2 separate regions of the Rattus norvegicus genome follow, and region 2 is linked to region 1. The links are chromatin contacts, called in public HiChIP or PLAC-seq maps. All regions are on one chromosome and are shown on one strand. The core of a region is the stretch at or near the end of the contact, and the rest is flanking DNA. Distances in the headings are between cores, read along the strand shown.

What was found. HiChIP or PLAC-seq counts read pairs in DNA pulled down with a chosen protein or histone mark.
Region 2: an H3K27ac HiChIP or PLAC-seq map of oligodendrocytes shows a contact between it and region 1, with 4 times the contacts expected there. The contact joins the promoter of Kpna2 here to the promoter of Ddx5 in region 1. A contact is called at or near these places in 1 of 12 Hi-C or Micro-C datasets (the Rat2 cell line) and 1 of 1 datasets of contacts at active chromatin or transcription factors (oligodendrocytes).

The regions. Positions count from the first base shown.
Region 1 is chr10:92,229,470-92,235,059 of GRCr8, forward strand. It overlaps Ddx5 (DEAD-box helicase 5), which reads right to left and starts at 2,459. Exons shown (of 14, transcript NM_001007613.1): 1 at 2,371-2,459; 2 at 1,647-1,831; 3 at 334-499. The coding sequence starts at 1,690. It overlaps Cep95 (centrosomal protein 95), which reads left to right and starts at 2,360. Exons shown (of 20, transcript NM_001013862.1): 1 at 2,360-2,733; 2 at 4,117-4,245. The coding sequence starts at 2,715.
Region 2 is chr10:92,442,534-92,448,123 of GRCr8, forward strand. It overlaps Kpna2 (karyopherin subunit alpha 2), which reads right to left and starts at 3,308. Exons shown (of 11, transcript NM_001270802.1): 1 at 3,206-3,308; 2 at 1,460-1,564; 3 at 740-877. The coding sequence starts at 1,534.

The DNA.
Region 1 (5,590 bases), core at 1,209-3,708:
CCGACAAGTTCCCTACAGCTCAGTTACACTCATTTCTAACTATCTGGACCCATAAATGGAACTCTACTTAGCAGTAAAAATCACAATACACATTAAAAAAAAAAAGTGTCTATGAAGCCCAAATAGGCTGACAAGCCTGTTTCCCCAGTGATGTTTCCCCAGAGATTAACATATGGCCATTACACCTGGCCAATACACAAGAGAAAATTCAATGGGAAGTCAGACAAGTAATTCTCCAAATAATCTGCAAGGCACCTGCTAAGTTTCCATCTAATTGATCAGAAGTAGTTACTACTGAGTTATAGCACGATGAAGCCACATTTAAATACTCACTGCGGTGCGCCTTGCCAAATCAGGGTGTTCCTGATAAAAATTCTTCTCAAATTTGGGCAGCTCATCAAGATTCCACTTCTTTTTAACTAGTTTCTCCCCAGGATTTCCAAACTTCTTTCCAGATAGGGGTCCTGTTCTACTCCCTCCAAATCGAGGTGCACCAAACCTACAAAAAAAAAAGTTAGGTACATTGTGAACAGACTTCTACATGAACAGGTTTGTCTCCACATTTCATTTAATGTCTCTTGATCCGAGCCAAAGTGTGCCTCTGGAATCCTTCCCAACTGTCATTCTACGGACAGCCACAACTGGCAGCGTTTCTTTTCTGAAGTCCCAAGTACACTCTAATGAGGCCAAATAAACAGCGTGGGATCTATCAGGTCCCAAACTGCCCAAACGTCTGAAGTTCAGATTACAAGGACAACAGCTAGAGGCTCCCTCTTCTCTCCCCACAGAGCTTAGGAATTAAGTGTCTAGGAGCTGGACAAGAAGGGAGGAGCTTAAGAAGGTTATTTTTGCCACTGTTTTCATCAAAGGGCCTGATCTTAAAGAAATAACGGGACTGCGCAGGCAACGTGAGTGGCTATGGGAGGACGGTACCGCGGGCAGGGTAGAAAGGGGCACACGCGCCAGGGAGCCTTGTTTTAGGAAACGCCGCGAACGGCTGCAAATCAAGGTAACAAAATTATATAACGCGAGGGAGAAAAAGAGGAGGAGTCGACGGCAACCGGGGGAGGAGTCCCGGCCCGGGCGGCGTTCCCGCTGGGGCGGCGCTTCCTTCTTTGTCTCGCATTTCTCTCTGCGCCACATTTTCTCGACGCTGCCATTTTGAGCTCCTCCGCCGGGCGGGGTAACAAAGGCGCCGCCGCCATGTCCGAGGCCGGCATTTTGTGGCTGCGGCTCAGCCACATGGCTGAATCCGCTGGCGTAGGCCACCCTACCGGGCACAGACGGCCTCGAAAGCGCCCCTTGTATTCTCTGGGGACCCCGGGGGCCCCCCTAAAACCCCCAGCGAAAGGCTGCGCAAACGACGCCTTGAGCCGACTCTAAGGCGAGGCGCTTCCCTATCTAAAACACCTCCGGGCTTCCCACAACAGCCGCGAGGTCGCCCAGGCCGCCGTCCTCCCAAACAAAAACCAAGGTTGAACCCAGTTACCAGAAGCGTCGCCTTTAACGGCTTTTTAGCCGGATGTCAGAGAAACGCAAGGCCTCCTACCAGAAAAAAAAATCTAAAGGTCGGTTGGAAAGCCGAGCTTCTGCCGCGCCGCTCTCCCATCCCCCACCCGCCCTGACAGGTCCCTTGTTATACTCACCCTCGATCCCGGCCGCGGTCTCGGTCACTAGAATAACTCGACATGGCGTCAATGGTTGCGGTGTGCTGGAGGAACCCAGTGAAAGAGAATCCAGTTGCGACGAGTCGCTGAAAGGAGGCCTCGGCGACGGCGAAGCCTTTGCGGGGGCGTCACCAGCGGAGGGACGGCGGTGACGAGGGCCGGAGCTGTAAACCCAAGGACCGATGGAAATGAATGAGGTGCCGGCTGCGTCCGGGCAGCCGGTTTTATAGTCTGGACCGCCTCCTCGTCGCAAAGGATGCTGGGAGCCGCTCTATGACCTAATCACCCCGCCCCCTGGCTCCAAGGCCTCAACGCCCGCTGGCGTTCCGGAATCCGCCATGTTCTCGCCCCTCCCCCCCGCGGGCGCTCCCTCATAGGCGCCCGTTTATTACTCGCTTCTCGACTGGGTGACACCACTAGAATGCCCCGTCCCACACCCTTTTGGCTACACCACCTTCTCGCCTTGCTACATGTCAAACAAGCTTCTTCCCCGTGGCCAACCAGTCATTAAAATGGCCAGCACCAGCCATCCTACTGTCTCTACTTGAAGATGTTTACGTCTTCACAGACTCCCCCACGCCCATAACCAAAGAAGACGGGGGAGGCGGAGCTTGGCGTTGTCACGTGATTGTACCCTGGGCAAGGCGTATCGCACTACTTTCTCGCTTGCCTTCGGCGGAGGAATACAAAACCACAAACTCACCGGAAGCGCGGCTCTAACGCCCCCAGGAGATCGGCCGGGCTGCTGGGTGACCTGGCTGCCCTGCACGCCGATCTGAGAGCCCTTAAGCGGGATCTTGTCCGCGGGGAATGGTATCTGGAGCCCGCAAACTGCCGCCTAAGCGCGTGCTGCGAAAGGAAGTGCTTCTCTTCTGACCAATCAGCGGCGAGAAGCCGTTTTAACGTCCCTCCCTTTTCTACCCCTCCTTCCCCGCTCTCTGGTTTCTACCCCCTCCTACTCCCTTCGGTTCTACCGGGTTCGACCCTTCCAGGACACCGTCGCCCGCGCTCTCGTCTTGGAGTCTGGCCGCGACCTCACTTGGCAGTATGGCCAGCTCAGAGGCTGGTGAGTCTCGGCCTGGAGCCCTAGTGTTTTTGTACTGCAGCATTCCGCAGGCCTCGGGCTGAATCTGAGCCATGTCTGGGCTGCTGGAGAGGCTCGTGATGGTTGGACACTAGTTGCAGTCGCAGGGAATCTCTAAATTTAGGGTCTCACCCTCGAGACCTCATGTGTTTTCCAGGCGTGGAATTGAGACTTGGGATGAGACAGGAGCTCATTGACAAGGCTGGGATACCCTCATCCTGTTTTTACAGAGCAGTCAGGATCCTTCTTGGATCCGAGTTTCTGTGGGGTATCTAGCCACAGACTGTCTCTCCTTCCCCTTTGGTTTGTTTGGACTAAGGTTGAACCTATCTATATATATTTTTTCCTTTTGAGGCATAGCACTCATAAGATCTTTTGATGCCCTCTACAGTAACTGGCTTTGTCTAGTACAGCCTTTAAAAAGCCAATTGACTCGGTTGTCTAGGACGCTTTCCTCGTCCTTTCCAAGACAATACAAAATGGTTGTCATGGCTTGGTCAGCTGTGCGCATTGGGCATTGGAAGGAGGGCAAAATGGGCATGACACATTCAGACTACTGTCTCCAGAATGTCTGACTGTACTGGAAATGTGACCAATTCTAAAGTGCTTTCTAATATCCAGTCATTTCAGGATACAGGCGTTTCAAGCTTTCGGAATTATTGCTGAAACCCTTAATCGTTAGTCCTGTACTATCTGGGGGAGGGCACGAGCTGTTTTTGGAAAAGAACAACGGGGAGCTTGATTAGGATTATTAATGTGCTAGTTTAGAGCTTAGCGATTTGGCTTTTTTTTTCTTTCATTTTTACCTTCGTACACATCAAATATAATAAAAAAGAAAACTAACAAATGCATTAGTGTCGGTGTTGTCATTATTCAAATTCCTAACAGCCTAAATTAATCACTTGTTTGGGCACCCGAGAGATCTTACTTATACAAGATAATTGGGTAAAAACATGTCTAAAAACTACTGGGAATTCAGAGCTACCTCCATTAATTTCTAGCAGTTTTTAGGTTTTCATTTACAGCTGTCTTACGATATTCCTGGTTACCTATAAATTTATTGTAACTAAAAACACCCATGTGAGTATAAAAATACCGGTAAATAGGATTGTAGGTTGCAAGAATAAAAGTTGGGTTGGCACGACAGTTTTGACTGCATAAGGAGCTAGCTAGCACTGGAAATCATCCCAAAAAATTAAATACGTCTTTTGAAAACTTGCCTGGTTGAGTCTTTGAAATTTCATAACAAAGTCCTTATCTTCTACAGTTTTCAATGTAGATTTTTGTGCAGCAGTGATTTTTAATGTACATATTACTTTCTGTATTGCTACTGAAAACTGATTTCCTCCACTTCTTCCCCAACAGAATGGGTAACAATTGCCAATAACCTTCTTTTTAAATGTCACATACACCTGAGGATACACAAACTTCAAGACTGTGATGCTAATGTTTTTATTGCCCTTTATCAATCCATTTTGGGAGAAAAGGTACCAGGTAAGGGTATTGAAAAGCGAGAATAATTTTATGTCTTGGGTCACAGGTTTTCTTTGACATAGAATTTTGTTTCACTTTCAACATCTTATTTCTATCCAAATATGGCACAAGCTGCTTTAATGAGTATATTATGGACCTCACCCATAATAATAGCCACAATTAAGTAGTTTGGCATTTATCTGAGTTAATCCCCATTTAATTCAATCTCATACCGTTCATTCATGCCTTTCTGTAACTACCTTCAAGATTCCAAATTCGAATGGGTCCTGGAAATTTGTGGGATCTTACTTAACTACGGATTGAATTATAGATAGGAATTAACATTACAGTGGGTTGGTCAGGCTGGTCTACAGAGTGAATTCTAGAGTCACATAGACCTTTTTTATAGAAAAGAAAAAAAATGCTGTTTGTATTTGGTTAACCTAATTTACTAAAAAGACAGCTAATTCATGCTTTAGTGGTGCATGCTTTTATTCCTAGCACTGGGAGGCAGAAGGGAGGTAGATCTTTCCACAGAGATGGGGGCCAGCCTGGTCCACAGATCGAGTAAAGAAAACAGCAAATCCTTGTGACTTACTGGGATGCTCGTTTTCTTTAGGTGCCAGATCATTTGCATGTGTCCTCAGACCCCTTATCTTTAGATTCCTTACTGCTCCCTCCTTTGGCTCTGACGGATAAATGGGCATTATTGTAGAATGAGTGGCCTCTCATCTCCCCCGCTATCAACTTGAATGAGCGCCCTCCACGTTTCCTAGAATAATGGTGTGGCCTGGAGTTGCGGTAGCTGGATATCAGTTTCAATTGTCCAGGGTCTCTGTATCCCTGGCTGTCCTGGAACTCACTCTGGAGACCAGGCTTGAGTCCTGGAACTCAAGAGAACCCCCCCTGCCTCTGCCTCCCGGGCATTGGGAGCAAAAGCATGCACCTATATGCCCGCCGGGCTCCGGGGCCCACCTTCAATACCAGAGAGACACTTGGCTTGCTGTTAAGATCTTACCATATCCTCTCGTGTGCTTAGCTTTTGTGCCAGCAAGTCCCAGAAGATGCTGGCAATGGCACTTACAAGGCCCCCTGGAGCGCTTGCTGTGGTCTGGTGCTCTTGATTCTTGACACAGTATCACTGTGCAGCCTCGCTGGACCTAGAACTTGCTATGTGGACCAGGCTGTACTTTGCCTTCTGAATGCTGGGATTAAAGGCATGTGTCACTATGTCTAGCTCATTTCTTTTTTTTTTTTTTTTTTTTTTTTGCTTTGCTTTGTCAAGGAAAGCAGCTCACAGTTGGGAGTTAAGTATCTTTTTGACTGTTTTGTTACATTTTTGAGACAGGTCTTGTTTTATTGACAA
Region 2 (5,590 bases), core at 2,058-4,557, 210 kb after region 1:
CATCATGTAGGTGCTGAGAATTGAACTCAGGATCTTTGTAAAAGCAGCCAGTGTCAACCTCTGAGCCATCTCTCTAGCTCCTGCATTATGATTCTTTTTTTTTTTTTTTTTTTGGTTCTTTTTTTCGGAGCTGGGGACCGAACCCAGGGCCTTGCGCTTCCTAGGTAAGCGCTCTACCACTGAGCTAAATCCCCAGCCCCCTGCATTATGATTCTTAACAAGAACAAAATTACAGTTACAAAGTAGCAACTAAGACAATCTAGTGATTGGTCACCACAACATGAGAAACTGTATTAAAGGGTCACAACATTAGTAAGACTAAAAACCACTACTTTATATTGTACAGCATGGCATCATGATTGTATACACCTGAGGCTGACTAAAGTTGAGTTCCAGACCAGGATAGACTATATAGAAAATATGACACCAATCAGGATTATATAGCAAGATACTATCTCAAAAAAATAAAAATGGGAACTAGAGATATAGGTCAATGATAGAATATTTGCCTGTGAAAACACAAGGCCCTGGGTGTGATCCCTACTTAGCATTAAAACAATAAAAATATTTCTTCAATTGAACTGTCATGTCAAGGAACTTAGCTATTATCCAGAAGTGCAGGGATGTTTGAAGGAAGGGTAGAACTAAAAGAAAACTATCCACTGGAGTGTGGGAAGGAAAGTGTTTCTAAGACATTCATCCACATGGTCTAGATTGACATGAACGCAACTGTGTTCACCTGGTTGTTTCGGTTTTCCTGTAGTGGAGAAGTAGCGTCATCAGGGAATGAGCTGACATTCCTCCTTTTCAGCATCTGGTCATCTTTTTTAGCTTTCCTAAGTTCCACATTAACCTCTATTCGGCGGCGCCGCATTTCCTGAAGAAAAGAACACCTCGTTTTATCTACTCCATCAGCTTTCACTGCCAAGTGATCTTTTTCCCTTGCCCCCTTCCCTGGTTTCTCTGCGTAGCTCTGGCTGTCCTGTAACTCATTTTGTAGAGTAATCTGGCCTCAAACTCAGAGATCCACCTGCCTCTGCCTTCTAAGTACAGAGATTAAAGGCATTCACCACCCCACCCAGCTTGGATTTCTTTTTAAATCCCTCAAAGGCCAGCAAGAGAGACGAACTCATCTAATAAAGCACTTGCCACTTGGTCTGAGCCGCCGCTTGGTCTGAGCCATGTACGAGGGAACTAATGTCTGTAAAAGTTGTCCTCTCACCTCTGCATGTGCACTAGCTGCTATGGAACACCCCCCATACACAAAAGTAAATAATAAGTAAATGCAATTTTAAGAGTGTAAACACCTAAGACTAGAGATGACAGTTGGGCACAGAAAAACCCAACTAGCCTGAGTGCAAAGCTCTATAGTCAATTCCAGTACCTCAACAATGTAGTAAATAAACACCTCTCCTTTTCCTTTAAAAGTATAACCAGGAAAGCAACAGAAGGTACTCACTGTACTGTCTTTCCCCTTGTTCTTGAATCTGTTAAGCCGGGCAGCTGTTGAGTTAGCATTCTCATTGGTGGACATGGTTGCTGCAGGAACAAGGAGGAAGGAAAGCTAGTTGAAAGGGAGGGTGAGAATAAGGAGAAAAAAAAAAAAGAAAAAAGCATTTAATAACAATACAACAGAAGCTGGGCATTGTAATAGAGGACTTTAATCATAGCACCTGGGAGGCAGAGACAGCCAGATCTCCATGAGTTTGAGGCCAGCCTGGTCTGTAGAGAGTTCCAGGCCAGCTAGGTAGAAAAACCCTATCTTAAAAAGAAACAGACAGAAATACACAATAGTTATAGTCAACTAAATCTCGACTCCATCTCTATACTAGATAAAAAGCAACAAAGACGATGACACACCCACAGCCTGGCAGAGGTGGGCGGATCTGAGCCGGTGGCCAGCCTAACTACTCAGAGAAACCCTGTCTCAAAAAACAAAAAATAAATAAATAAACCCAAGCCCCACAAGTTATCATTATGGCTTTACTAGTAAGTAGTAACCTACTACAAAGGTAACTGAACTGTCAATCAGAATTTAAAGCAATGTGTTTTTTTTCCAGAGCTGGGGACCGAACCCAGGGCCTTACCCACGGCCTTACGCTTGCTAGGCAAGCACTCTACCACTGAGCTAAATCCCCAACCCCTAAAGCAATGTTTTTAAAACATAATTTAAAATTTCCACTAACCACATTTTTATAAGGGTAAAAAGAAACGCATGAAATTAATTTTAAGACTTTTACCCAATATAGCTAAACTATTACCATTTTCAGGATGTCATCTATTCAAAAAAAATTGAGATGTTGTACTTCTTTCGCACACTTCCAAAACCCTATGTGTAGTTTAAGCACACAGGGCATCTCAACTCAGATTAGCGGCTTTTCAAACACTCAATGGCCTTAAGCCTCTGGCCAGCACGGTATTAAGTCAGGGATCTACATTCTAGACTCCATTAGTTAATAGAACACCAAGTGGGAGAACCCTGGCTGCTATATATATATAGTTAGTTATCTACGTCCTTAAGGCAGTAAATGCAGCCTTTTCTGCATCATTTTCTGTTGATGGCCAAAACGGATCCATACTAGTATCTCTATCAAGTTACATAAAGAATCGGTTCGTTACCTTCCATAACCATCGCTGTCAGCAGTGATGCCGCATTTTGCACACACTTCCAGCGAATGCATTCAACCAGGATGATATCAGCTATGTGGTCAGTCACCGTAGCTCAATATATCTAACACAGGTGTGATCCTCACAATGTGACAAGAATCTAAAGTCCCCTGACAATCTGTTAGCTCTACCTGCTTTATGTCCGTCCTCGACCCTGACACAGGTGACTCGGTTCAAGAGCTTAACTGGATGTCTTAACTGCCACCTTCGCCTCCGGCCCAAAGCTGCGTCTCCTCCCCAGGAAGAAGCATCAGGAAAGCGGCTGCATGCCAGGTCCTCTCGACTGCGGCCGCCCTCCGGTCCCCCACGCCGACCCTCGGGGCCGCACCGAACCGAGCCGCACCGCACCCAGGCCTTCGCTCCCCTCCGCAGCGCCCGGCGCTGCCAGCCCTTAAGCCCAGCATGGCGAAACCAACCAGCCCCGAGGCCTGGTCTGAGCGGGGAGGCTCAGCTCCCGCCCGGGCGCGGCCTGCTCCCGCCCTCCGCCGCACAGCCCTCTGTCCGGTCGTTACAGCTCAGGACCGGCCTACGCTCCTACCTGCACAGCCGGTTCAGACTTCCACGAAAGTCGGTGCAGGGCTCTCAAGCTGCGGGTCGGCGGCTGTCGAAACGTCCACTAGCCCTCAGCCCTCAGACTTTGTGCCTCGTGCTGCCGGCCGGCGCGATTTAAATTTCCCGGTGACGCCGCGTTCCGATTGGCTGGTTTGAGCCTAAGCTGTGCGTTCATTGGTAGGTTTGAAAAACACGTTAGGCGGGGGTGGGGGTGGGACGCAGACACAGGACATAGGAAAGAAGGTGGGGGTGGGGCGGTAAGAAGGGAGGCATCGCGAGATGAGGGAGCGGCCCGGCAATCCCAGAGTGCCTTGCACAAGGGGCGACTCCTGCTCTGCGCACATAGCACCTAGTCCTGTTTTTTGTCCCTACTTAGCTAGAACACTGGGCAGTTCCCTGTTTGCTTTCTCTGGGCATGATCTTAAGCAAACACACAGGATTATTATTACACTTGTTATCAAAAAAAAAAAAAAAAAAGCTTAGCTTGCCGTGATTGGCGCAGGTTTTTAATCCCAGCACTAGGGAGGCAGAGGGATTACTGAGTTCAAGGCAAGACTAGTCTATACAGTGAGGCCAGTCAGGGCTACATAGAAAGACTCTGGGGCTGGAGAGATGGCTCAGCGGTTAAGAGCCCTGACTGCTATTCTAGAAGTGCTGAGTTCAATTCCCGGCAACCACATGGTGGCTCATGACCATCTGTAATGGAACCCGATCTTTCAGTGTGTCTGAAGACAATGACAGTGTACCGTGTACTTACATAAAACAAACAAATCTTAAAAAAAAAAAAGACTGTCTCCAAAATAAATAAATGAATAAATAAAAATAAATACAATAATAAAAGAGCTTACCATAAATATATTAACTATAGAGCTAGGCAAGCGCTCTACCACTGAGCTAAATCCCCAACCCCGATTATTTAATTTTTATTATGGGGAGTGGGATTGAGGCAGGGTCTCACAATAGAGCCCAGGCTAGCCTTGAACCAGTTGCTGAGGAAGCTCAGCGTCTGTTCTGGGATTACAGACATGCCCCACTTTGTCGGGTTGTGTGTTAAATTTTTAGATTACTTGGAAGATAAGAGACAATGGAAACAGCAAATGTAACAAATGACTTACTAATGTCTATTTTCTCCAAACCCTTTATTTTACTTATTTGTGTATTTTGTTTTTTGGGTTTTTTTTTTCTTTTTTATTTTTTTTTCGGAGCTGGGGACCAAACCCAGGGCCTGTGCCTGCTAGGCAAGAGCTCTACCACTGAGCTAAATCCCCAACCCGTGTATTTTTGTTTTTTGTCCTTCCAACGCCCCATATTGGGTTTCTCTGTGTAGCCTTGGCTATCCTGAAACTCACTCTGTAGACCTGGCTGAATTCCACGTACCTTGGAGTCCTGGGACTAAAGGCATGTGCCACCATTGCCCGGCTTCAAACACTTTAAAAACTTCAATAATTCTGAACACAGAATCACAAATCTTTGTCTAGACTTGCCAATTGTTAAATTTTGTCACATTTTTTTATATGTTACGTGTATATAGCGTGCGTACCCGCATGTGCAATAGCCTTTTCTCTAATTTTTTGTTTGTTTCTTTTTTTTTCAAGGCATTTCTCTGTGTAGCCCTGGAACGCCGTCTGTAGACCAGGCTGGCCTCTAACTCACAGATCCAAAAGCCTCTGCCTCCCAAATGCTGGTGTTAAAGGCATTTTCAGTATTAATGGTGTGAGCCACCAAGCCCGTCTTTTTTTTTTTTTCTTTCCTCTTGATAGTTTCAGAATTATCTCTTTAGCTCTAAATATTCCATAGTATATCTGCTGAGAACAAGAAGGCATTGTCAAGATGAACAGTGGTGTCATACACCTTTAATCTCAATGCAAGAAAGGCAGAGGCATTCAGATCTCTGTGCGTTCAAGGCCGTCGTGGTCTACAGAGCAAGTCCCAGGAGAACTAGAGCTACACAGAGAAACCCTGTGTGTGTGTGTGTGTGTGTGTGTGTGTGTGTGTTGGGGGAACGTGGGGTGGCCAAAAAAAAAAAAAAAAAAAAAGACACTCTCTTATGTAAGCACACTGCAAGCCCTCAAATTAAAGAAAATTTCGACTTCCATTTTATTATCAGTGCATATTCATGTCTGTGGTCTAATTATTATTTTCAAACACCAGAGATGTCTATAAGCATCAGGATCGTGAGCCATTCTTTGTGCGTTTTCTGCAATTTTTCTGGGTCCTATGTAGGCATATAGGAAAGTTGTGGTCGTTTATTTTGTAGAAACAAATGCGAGCGTTATGCTTTGTCTGTTCTCACAGGCACTGGTGCCAATTCTCTTGTGTGGCCGAGAAGTTCACAGGCAGTTGCTCCCAATCTGATCTGCTAAATGCAAGA